Regions from separate parts of the Mus musculus genome. Here region 2 is linked to region 1. A link is a contact called in public promoter capture Hi-C data. All regions are on one chromosome and are shown on one strand. The core of a region is the stretch at or near the end of the contact, and the rest is flanking DNA. Distances in the headings are between cores, read along the strand shown. Region 1 has its middle 13 kb from the start of Gm32729. Region 2 has its middle 35 kb from the start of Gm32969.

Evidence for each region. Promoter capture Hi-C pulls out the DNA fragments that hold promoters and counts their contacts.
Region 2: a promoter capture Hi-C map of hippocampal neurons shows a contact between it and region 1, with 7 times the contacts expected there. The contact joins two enhancer-like sites. A contact is called at or near these places in 1 of 39 promoter capture datasets (hippocampal neurons) and 2 of 484 Hi-C or Micro-C datasets (cerebral cortex and ventral hippocampal neurons).

What each region holds. Positions count from the first base shown.
Region 1 is chr14:86,157,445-86,162,680 of GRCm38.p6, forward strand. No RefSeq gene overlaps it. Among named protein-coding and RNA genes, the nearest start is that of Gm32729, 13 kb to the right of the region's middle. Within about 2 kb of position 2,262, at least 16 of the 459 cell types and tissues checked have an H3K27ac peak or open chromatin away from gene starts, as enhancers often do. A contact at or near this core is called in hippocampal neurons and ventral hippocampal neurons, where this site is marked.
Region 2 is chr14:86,488,035-86,493,280 of GRCm38.p6, forward strand. No RefSeq gene overlaps it. Among named protein-coding and RNA genes, the nearest start is that of Gm32969, 35 kb to the right of the region's middle. Within about 2 kb of position 1,682, at least 33 of the 459 cell types and tissues checked have an H3K27ac peak or open chromatin away from gene starts, as enhancers often do. A contact at or near this core is called in hippocampal neurons and ventral hippocampal neurons, where this site is marked.

The DNA.
Region 1 (5,236 bases), core at 1,012-3,511:
TAAATGTACCACATTTTCTGTATCCATTCCTCTGTTGAGGGGCATCTAGGTTCTTTCCAGCTTCTGGCTATTACAAATAAGGCTGCTATGAACATAGTTGAGCATGTGTCCTTCTTACGAGTGAGGTCCCATTTGTCAAGTCTTGATCTTAGAGCATAAGCCATTGGTGTTCTGTTTAGGAACATTTCCATCACTTTATTTACATTTTAAAAAGCTCTTTTGCAACACCTTTACTATGTGTAGTTTAAATAGTATACATTCAGTTATTGTAAGATCCACTGTATGATATAGGGGAGGATCCTAACATATGTGGGTGTAAATACACATTTTACAAAACACAGGAGAAATGAATTTGCTCATAATGGCCAGGTAAAGCTAAAATCAACAGTGGAAAAAAATAAAACATGCCCCATGAGATGAATTTATCAAAACCTGGAGGATGATGGAATCCTGAACAACAAGCAGCCTAGTTTTACAAAAGAGCAAGTCATCTCCGACACAATCAATAGCTCTTTTCAGCAGACTGACAAAATTAAAGGACAGAGGGAATCTGGAAATGCTGCCTATTTGCACTCTCACAATGTGTTTAACGCGCACCCAGCACATTTTCAATTCAACTGTAGATAAAACTGATTCAACCATGAATGCTTTCTAAAAGGATCTGACAAAAAAAAAAAAAGAAAAAAAAAGAAGGTAAAATGTCATCGATAATGACAATGCAGGCTGTTGTGGGATGCTGGAGTTAATAAAGATGATTCTCTGCAGATCCAAACTGATCAAACGGGGAAAGGATATCGGAATTGTATTCATGCTTGTTGAATAGCACATTTCATAGAGCACAATTAGGTAGATTCAAAAACCACAATGGATACAGAAAAGACAAGGATGTTAGGTGCGCCCTCTGTGATGACTCTTGAGATCTGGACAGAAAGAAAAAAAAATGCAGACTTTAGGAAAGTGAATCCCTCAGGACAGAGAACTGACTTGAGCTGTGTTCTTACTTGGCTTTCTTTAAGGGCGTTCATCCACAATTTGAAGTGTCAGGTTTTTTTTTTTACCCTGATCCTGACTTTAACACTTCATATGATGTGATAGGAACCCTCTCACATCCACTGAATGTCTTGGATCTTGAGTCAGAGCTTGACTGACAGGTCTATTGATGCTTTATCATCTCTGACACTCCTGATCTTAGATGCAAACATAACTTCAGCTTTGGTCTACAGGGTTTCCTTTGACCTACGCTGTGGTCAGAGATAGAGATCAAGATGAGTGAATCACTAAATGCAAAGAAATGACAGGAATAATATATCGTGTGTAGAACATTCAGGCAATGAGAGGAAGAAGTTGTGAAGGGGGATTGGAGAAACTTTGGAAGGGGTGATATTTAGTTTGGTCTCTAAAGGCAAGATAAGGAAGACTGTAGATGCAGATGTATCTCACATGGAGAGGCAGCAAGCAACCAAATCTCTCCTCACAGATATGAGAAAAATGACTTGTGCAGTCTAGCACAGAACACTGCTTGCAAGAATAGATGGAATAAATCCTATGTTAATATACAAACTCCATGCTGTACATTCTACAAAGGTAAGGATTGTTATCATGTGATGCTTGGTTTTAAATTGAAGTGAATAACAATACCTTCTAAAGTAAAAGCTAGACAAGCCTTTAACCCAATAATCATGCACAGTATCGTTAAATCTCTGGGCTTCACCCACTTCTCTAAAGACCTCTTACTCATGAGTCAGGTAGGGAGATGCCGCATCTGTGGAACAGAGCTAGCGTGAGTTTTGTTATGGGTACATGTACTTGCAGACACAGCATGACTCACATGTGTGGGATATGAAGCCTCCTACAGATCAGCATGGATTCACAGGCAGCAGCTGCTACTGTCCTCCTCTGCAGTTTGTTCCCTGAAAAGGGTGGCGTGTTCCCACCATCACAGAAGTTCGCAATCACCAAACTCCTTTGCTCTACATTGTGACCACGTAGTAAATCATCGTGTTTCCTAGTCTCGGCTTTCTATGTCTTTGCATCGTCGTGCCAACAAATCTATCCCTTCACTTGGACTTTATCCACGGTTCCTTACCTAGTGCCTTGTATCAGCCTTCCAGCTCTCTCGTCTCTGGTCCACCCTCTGTACTGAGGTGGGATAGAAAAAGGCTGCTTTGTCCTACTGTGCTTTGATTCAAAATTCATAAATAGCTCACAGTGCCAACATCAGTGACTCTCTTGCTTTATCGTTATGAAAGTCACACTTGATATTTGTCTGAAAGACGGGTTTCAGAAAATGCTTCTTCCCCTCTGATTCAGAGGCAGTACAATCCAGGAATCTTCTGTTTTTTAACAAATGAAAATTTGGCATTGATTTTATTATGGGGCTTTTAGAGGGCAGCCTTACAGCAGAGTTTGGCACTTCATACATTCATGACTAAGTTTTAAGTATCTGTCACCAAATGTCCTTTATCTGTCATATCATTATTCCAGTAAGCATGATTATCAAAATAGTGATTATAACATATAATTTGATGTACATTCAATGCATGGCTATCAATTTTTCTATTGATGTAAACATACTGGACTTTGTAAATAACATACCATATGAGATCATTTAATGATTCCCAAGGAGTTGATAACTGGTACAAATGTACCTATTAAAATAGCTCACAGATTTTTTTTTAAGTGTTAAATTCTTCATAGTCATATTTAAATGAAGCTTGATTCCTGGTCCTAGAATTTCACAGTTTACAGAAGTCTCCAAAAAGTAACTTTTTCTGCCAAGAAGGGAGGGTTTTTATCATCCTGACAAGATCTTAATCATGAGGCATAATTAATCATGTCTTTCCTGTGTACCTACTGGGGATAGGTTAGTGTCATTGGAAATTTTGAGGGTGTTTTTGTTTCCCTGAAATGGTGTCCATTCCATCACCATATAAAAGGAGACTGGTTGCCATGGAAATAGTGAAATGATTGGCTAACAGATACACATGATATGGCTGGAGAATACATGATAGTGTAGAACAGAGAGTGAATGGCACTGAGAGACTCAGCAAGCAAGTGTCATGGGAAGAATAAAGGTCATAGAAAGACCATGTTAGGCCATTAGGACTCAAAGCCAACTCTCCGCTCATCTGTTGGCATTGGAGAAGCCTGTGTACATGATGCTAAAGCAAAATAAATAGAAAGCTGTTGTTTTGTTTCTATATCCCAAATTATTACCTAATCAAAGCAAATTTAAACTTAGGAGCATTCCTTGTGACTAATTTTTAAATCAATAAATTAAAATCATATGTACTTACATATGCAAAATATTATTTTGATATATGTATATGAATGACTTAACTGAGTTAATTAAATTTCATTATATCACACTTACTTTTATATTGAGATATATAATTACTTTCTTAGAGATTTTTAAGATATAACATACTAACACGGCCTATTGCTATCATGCTGTTCAATTGACCTCTTAAGCTTATTTCTACCACACAACTGAAGTTTTGCACTTTTTAGCTGATACCTTCCTAACCAGCTCTACCCACTCCACCCTGACCATCCTACCACTCCATGGCAGACCCTGGTCATCACCTTTTTATTCTCAATTATGAGAACCAACATTTTTTTTAATTCCACCTACATATAAGATCATGTAGTGTTTCTGTCTTACACATTTCCTATTAATGCCCTCCAGGTCCATGTACATTGTGACAAGTATCATGCTTTCTTTTATTCAAGCAGAGAATTACTACACTGTGCATGTGCCAAAATCACATTTTCTATATTCACATATTCACTGACAGATGTCTAGTATTGTTTCATATCTTAGTTATATTAAATATGATACACAGGGCTTAAGAGGCACTTCAAAATGCTTTTTAAATTTCTGTTCTATGTATACCTAAGGGTGGGATATAGATCATATAGTAAATACTAGATTGATTTTTTTGAGGGAGTATTCACACTCTTTTCTGTAATAACTGTATTAGTTTACGTTGGTAATGATCATCTGCAAGTGTTTCATTTTCTCTGTGTCCTCACAAAGACATGTTCGTTTTCACCTTTTTGATAATAGTCATTCACTTTGAGGTGGTATCTCCTGTGTTTTGCATTTCCAGTCTTTTCATGAGCATAATTTTAAGAAGAAACCTGTCAATCATTTCTATGATTTTCACAGGAAACTATCTATTTGGGTATTTTGCTTATTTTTAAGCATATTATTTGTTTTCTTGTTATTGAGTTAAAATTACTTGCCTACTCTGGATATTAATGCCTTATCATGTGGAGAGCTTGAAGTTATTTTCCTCTACTCCCTGGGTTGTCTCTTCACTTACTCACTTTCTTGCTTTGATAAATTTTGGCCTGTGCTTTTGCCAATTGCAGACAGCGGCTGTAGGCTTAGATTTAAAACCCACTTTTATAAGTATACTTAAATACTTTAACCTCCCTTCTAGCCCATTACCCACAAGAGGTAGTAGAAAGAAAAGGTTAGGAGGGCAAAGGAAGATGTGGATCTCTTTAGATATAGTTCTTTGGGGAGAATCCAATCTGTGTGGTCAGGATAACAGCAGTTCAGTTTACATGACCAGCAGCGGTAGCTTGATCCCCTCACAAACACCATTCACGTAAAGGCAGTTTGATCCAGAAGGAATCCCGAAGCTCTGCCAATCAGCATGAGCCTGCAGAGGCGGCAAGAAGCCACTGGAACATAAGTAGAAGTTCTTTGGTTTGTTTCTCTCTAAGAATTCACCACAAATGATGATCAACAAAGAAGGCAAGACAAACCAACCTGCCATCAGCAAAGCCCAAAGTCAGCTAAGACCAAAGTCAGCAAAGACCATTGAGAACCAGCAGAGAATGGCCAGGTGGGCCAATGCCACACAGCGTTGTTCACTGTATGTTGGATTATATTTATACCCTTTCCAAACATCACGTGTTCTTTCAAGCATCTGCTCTACCAAAACATCACATGCCTCTTTTCCAGGCAGCTTCCAGAAAAATACCATACGTCTGTTCTCAGCAAAACATCCTCTCACTTGTCTACTTCAGCAAAAGCATTCCCTCATAAGACAGTTTCCAGAAAAACATCACATGTCCTAAATGAATCTCCAAAGATCTCAGTTCTCTTCAGCTGACTAACCCAGTTTTTTTTTTAATTACGTTTTATTTCTATTTAGGGTCCTAAATAAAAATTTGACCTAATCCACCTGAAGTGAATGCCTAGCTGGGACCAATAAGAATT
Region 2 (5,246 bases), core at 432-2,931, 330 kb after region 1:
TCTCTGTTTTTAGCTCATAGCATTAGTTCTGATATGAATTATGACAATCTATTTAATGGTCATATACTAGCCAATAGCGTGAACATGATCTAATCACATTGACACTAAGGGACTTAGAACTTTTCCTTTCAAACATAAAATACCAGCAAAATATTTTTAAAATAATAAGTCAAAAATCTATGCATATCTCTATGTCAAGCCGGGCATTCCCTGAGTAAACTCAGATGGTGAAAAGTATCTAAATGAACTAGTAATCATTCATTCACTTTCATCGTTAATAATTCATTTGCGTTCTTGTTGAGATGGGACTTAACAACAAGAAAGTCGGAGGTGCTGAAAGAGAAGAGCTGTGGGTTCAAACTGACAGCAAGAAGCCTGAAGGAACGCAGATATGCCTCTGGCCAGCATGGCAATGTTGTTCATAAGCTCAGCATAAGATCACTGGCTTCCCATCCCAACCCTAGGCAGTCTGTGAGCTAGAGTTTGCTGAGCTAACAGGGTCTTGCGTTTAGATCCTGCTTGTGACCTGAGCCAGGTACATTTCTACCACTGATCAACAGCACAGGTCACAGTAAAGAGCAGCCTTGAAGGGACCCATGACACCTCCCACAGCTCTGAGAGTGGGATGGTGTGATGAGCTGTAGCTTGGTAATGAAGACTATCCTGGAGGTAAGGCATTGAAAATGTGACCTCCACTTCATATATGTGGGTTTTCAAGTAGAAGTCAAAGATCTCCTCTCCACAGCATAACGCCAAGTGAAAAATTAAACAGGCTATCAGTACCAGCCTGGTCTGTTTGACCAGGGGAGTCTTTGATTATGGTGTAGATGTTTTCTTGACTCCTACATTCAAGAGCAAAACAGCCTCCATGCTCCTGTGGATTAATGTTTTTGGATACATGTCTGTGGTATGAAAAGCTTTAGCACATCAAACACTGATACAGGAGCATTTACCCTGCAGCAATGATATAATCAACAGAATAAACTCACAGGTTATTATGATTCAGATCAACAAGATAAAGTCCTTTATTTTCCAAATAAAGATATAACATTACTCTGCCGGAGCAAAACTAACTAAAAAGTCATCATCAGGAAAGAGCTTAGAACCCGCCCAAATAATTTCTCCTGAACCATCTCTCTGTCTGAGCCTCCCTCCCTCTCCTTTGTTTATCTTCCATTGTCTACAGTCGCCAGCAAGTAAACATCAATGCCTAAGCAGGAACAAAAGGAAACAGAAACATATATTTATGTAAACTTGTATTGATTCAACTAGGAAGGAACTCAGCAGCTTTCGACTTCCGAGTCACAAATCATTATGATCAGAAATGCCGATGTGCCAGGAATACATGAGAGCTTTCCCCCACCATCACCGTGAGGGCCCGTTGTGTAGCTGTAGTTAAGCTGGGAAACATTAAAAATAGTTTTCAGCCTCCACTTCTCCTGTGTTATTTTGGGGAACGGAGGACACAATGGTTGAGTCCTGGCTCATGCATTCCGCTCCACGTTCAGTCACATTTGGAAAAATCCAAGGGAGGCCACATCACCTTTCCAAACATGAGAAAACTCTGTTCTTCCCCAAGATGACCCGAAATGTTCTAATTATTGGTTATTCCCTCTGGTCGGTGATGCAGCCAACAAGCGCGTAGAGTTCAGTGAACCCACAAGCGCACAGCTGTTATCTTTGACTTGTGGCCAAAACAAAAATTGGAACAGAATTTACCCAGACAAGTGTAAAGGCTTCTGTTTAAAGCAGCTATTTTCTAAGCCAGATAAACAGCTTTGAAATGGAGAAGAAATGAATCCTTTTCAAAAATGCCTGAATCAAAGCGAGGTCAGCGTGCTGAAGACAAGATGTTAACGTAGATTGGCCACATGGATGCGCAGGCTCCCAAAGCCTCCACTTCCCTGGACTTCTTTGGTCAACAAGTTTTGTGTTTCAAAACCAACTTTCATCATTTGGCTATGTTTATTAGTTCCTTCAAGGGATACAACACAAACGGTCAACAAACTGCTCTGGGGGAAGCTCCTGCTAGCCAGCCACTGCATGGACCAGTGGCCTATTTTGGCCAATGGCATCAGAGTCTTCTGTGTGGAAATCCAGAAGAGGAAAGAAAACAAAGCAGGTTCCCTTTGAGTCAGTGTTTCTGGCCTTGGAATTTCTTCGAAGAGACATTAGCAAGTGCCTCATTTTTTATAAGTGGCAGAGGGCCTGGTAAGCAATGGCTGGTGGGAGAAACAGGAGGAAATCGCCCTCCTGTTCCTTACACAAACACTGTGTTCCTGTGTTAATCTGGCAATCCATCTTGCGATCACCAAACAGCACCGAGCGAGGAAGCAATTCACACTGCAATAGTGCTCCTCCGAGCTTTTCATAGCTTGATGCCTATTGCAGCTGCTTATATTGTACCAGCAGGTGGGTATAAAATAGCAGATTCCAGAGCCTACGGAAGCCGTGTCCCAGGGTAGAAGAGGAGATGATTTTTTTTCCAGTAGAGTGAATATGCATATCAATGTACCTGAATGGAGAGCTGGGTCCTGGTGAGCTGTCATCGGCAGCAAATCCATCTGCACTTCCATCTCAAGTGGTCTATTTCTGCGATAACAAGGCTTCTGCAGCAAAGGGTTGAAAAGCCTGCTTTTCTCAATTCCTGCGGGGCCGGCAGACCACATCTACAGTGCAGACAGCCTTGAGCCCAACAACTTCCCTTCATTTCCAAATTCTCCCTGCACTCTTCATTTGCAGCAGTCATAAAAAATAAAAATAAAAATAAAATAGAATCTCATCAGTTTTGAAGTCCTGGCTTTCGTGGATAATAAGCATCAGGTAGCCAGACAAGAAAGCTCGCTACTAAATGTAGGTGGCCATTCTAAAAATCCTCCGTCATTAAGGCAGTCAGCTGCATAATTGGGGTCAACTTCATACCCAATGGGCAGGGATAGTTATCAGAAGTCCATCAAGCAAATGGATGGAATGTCTCAAACCTACAAGCATCAGGCTCTTTCCAAAATAACAAGAAGTGACAGCTGAAGTCATGCTTAACAGAATCGGTTTTAAAATGTGAAATGGGGTTTAAATGTGGCACTGCCTTCCTATGGGGTGTGAATGAGGTTCAGAATCCAGGAGCAGAGATCCCTAGTAAAGCCAAGACCCTTGCTTTGTCATCTGTTTATGAGAACTAGTTATCTCTAGATAATACTTGAAAGAATGATGACGTGTGGACAACAGACAGGAGAGCCTTAGTGAACTTCTAAAGTGGCAGAAATGTTGTTTACCTGGCCGTCTGTTTATAACAGACAAGCAAAGAAATTATGTCTGCACTCCTTTTCAGTTCCAGAACCATAGATACTTGTTACTTGTTCCTTCTAAGAATTCATTGCTTTTTTTTATATATACAATTTTTTAATACTTGCGGGCCAGCACATATTTTCTGCAAAAAACCACAATGGGTTAAAAGTGTATGGATCACTCCATCTCTGTCACAACTACTTAACTCTGACATTTCACTTTAGCATGCTAGGCAACCACAGTTAATGAACAGCAAAATCGTGTGGCTGGGTTCAATAAATTATATTTACAAAATAGATTTAGGGTTAGCTCTAGGTTGTAGCCACAGTTTGAGGGTCCCTTTCTAAGATATTACATCTTGTGCAAGTCCCGTGAATTTTTATTTGCTTTCCTATATCTTGATAACCTGCTATAGATTGATGATTCTCTGATTACTTCATATTTCCAATGCCTGTGTCCTTGGGCTGGCCTCTCCTACAATGAATCTTATGGATGACATGAGTCTATCCTAAGGTTTTCTGTTGAAGTCCTGGCCCCTAAGAATGAAATCATATTGGAGATAAGGTGTTTTAAAGAGTGGAATGTGGCCATTACGATGGGCCTTGATTCTGAACAGCTACCGAACTTATAAAAGGAGAGACACCAAGAGTATACACACCCAGTAAAACCTATGTGAAGAGATGAGCATGTAGCCACCTGCAAGTCGGAGAAAGAGAAGCTTCAGAAAACATTAAGTCTACTAGCACCTTGCTCTTAAAAGTCTAGGATGGAAAACTATGAGAAAACCAATCTCTGTTGGATAAGCCCCCAAGACCTTACTAGTCTACCAGGACAGCTCTTGAAAAATCATGAAACCCAACCCTGGAAGAAACATGATTTTCTTGGGCCAATTGACAATAGCATCCATGATATTAACAAAGACTCAAAATGTATCCATGGCTGATCTTAAGGCCTCAACCAGCAACCTTATGTACATTCTTAGGTATTCTTCTAAGTGTTAAGACCTTTGTGGCCAGACATCTCACCATCTCAGGAGGCAAGCCAAACCCCAGATGACACTGTCTGGCTGACTGACAGCTCTCTACCAAGTGAATGAGGCAACCATACTGAGCTCTACAGACAAATCACACAGCTCAGACCAATCCAAAATTTCTGACCTGCGTAGAATGTTGTCATTATTGGCAACCACTACAGTATAAGTGGTTTCTTCCACACAGTAGATATTAAATATGTTATCTAACTAATTAACCATATTTTATCCACCCCAACACTAAGTCCACCCTATTCTTCTCCTTCTTACTTGGGTTCCATGAAAGCTACACTGTGTTCCCAATCTTCCTCTGCTTCTTCCACCCATTCAGTATTTCAGTCTGGCAGGTTATCCATTTACACCACCACTTTCTTCTAGGGAAGTGTATTTATTTCTATTGTAACAAAACCAAATACATATGACGTTAGCACAGTTCACATTCATCATTCCCCCATCTTTGATATTGGTCTGGCCTTGGTAAAAATCAAGGAACCAGGACTACATTACTTCAAGCATGCTTTGCAAGGGGGTGGGTGGGCTGTTTCTTTGTCTGATGTCACATCAAGCATAATTCCCATCCTTGCTATTGTAGGGCTGAGATACTGATTTCTTCGCTGGCAGTAGGCTAAGTCTCTTCATAGTGTCCAGAGCTCACCCCATCTTGGCTTACAGTTTCTTTCTTCCATGTTCAAAGCCAACAAAGATAGGTCAAAACCTTCTCATATTTGAGATTTTAATGTTTGCATTCATTCTTTTCTTCATCCATTACTGAATTCTAGTCAGGAAATAATTCTCTGCTTTTAAGATGTCATGTAATTTCCCCCACATACTTCCCTGGACTCCCAATAATCAAGGATAATTTTACTATCTCAGGATACACATAATGTATCCAGTTTTCAAAGTTCCTTTTTCGCATAGAATATTCCTGGAA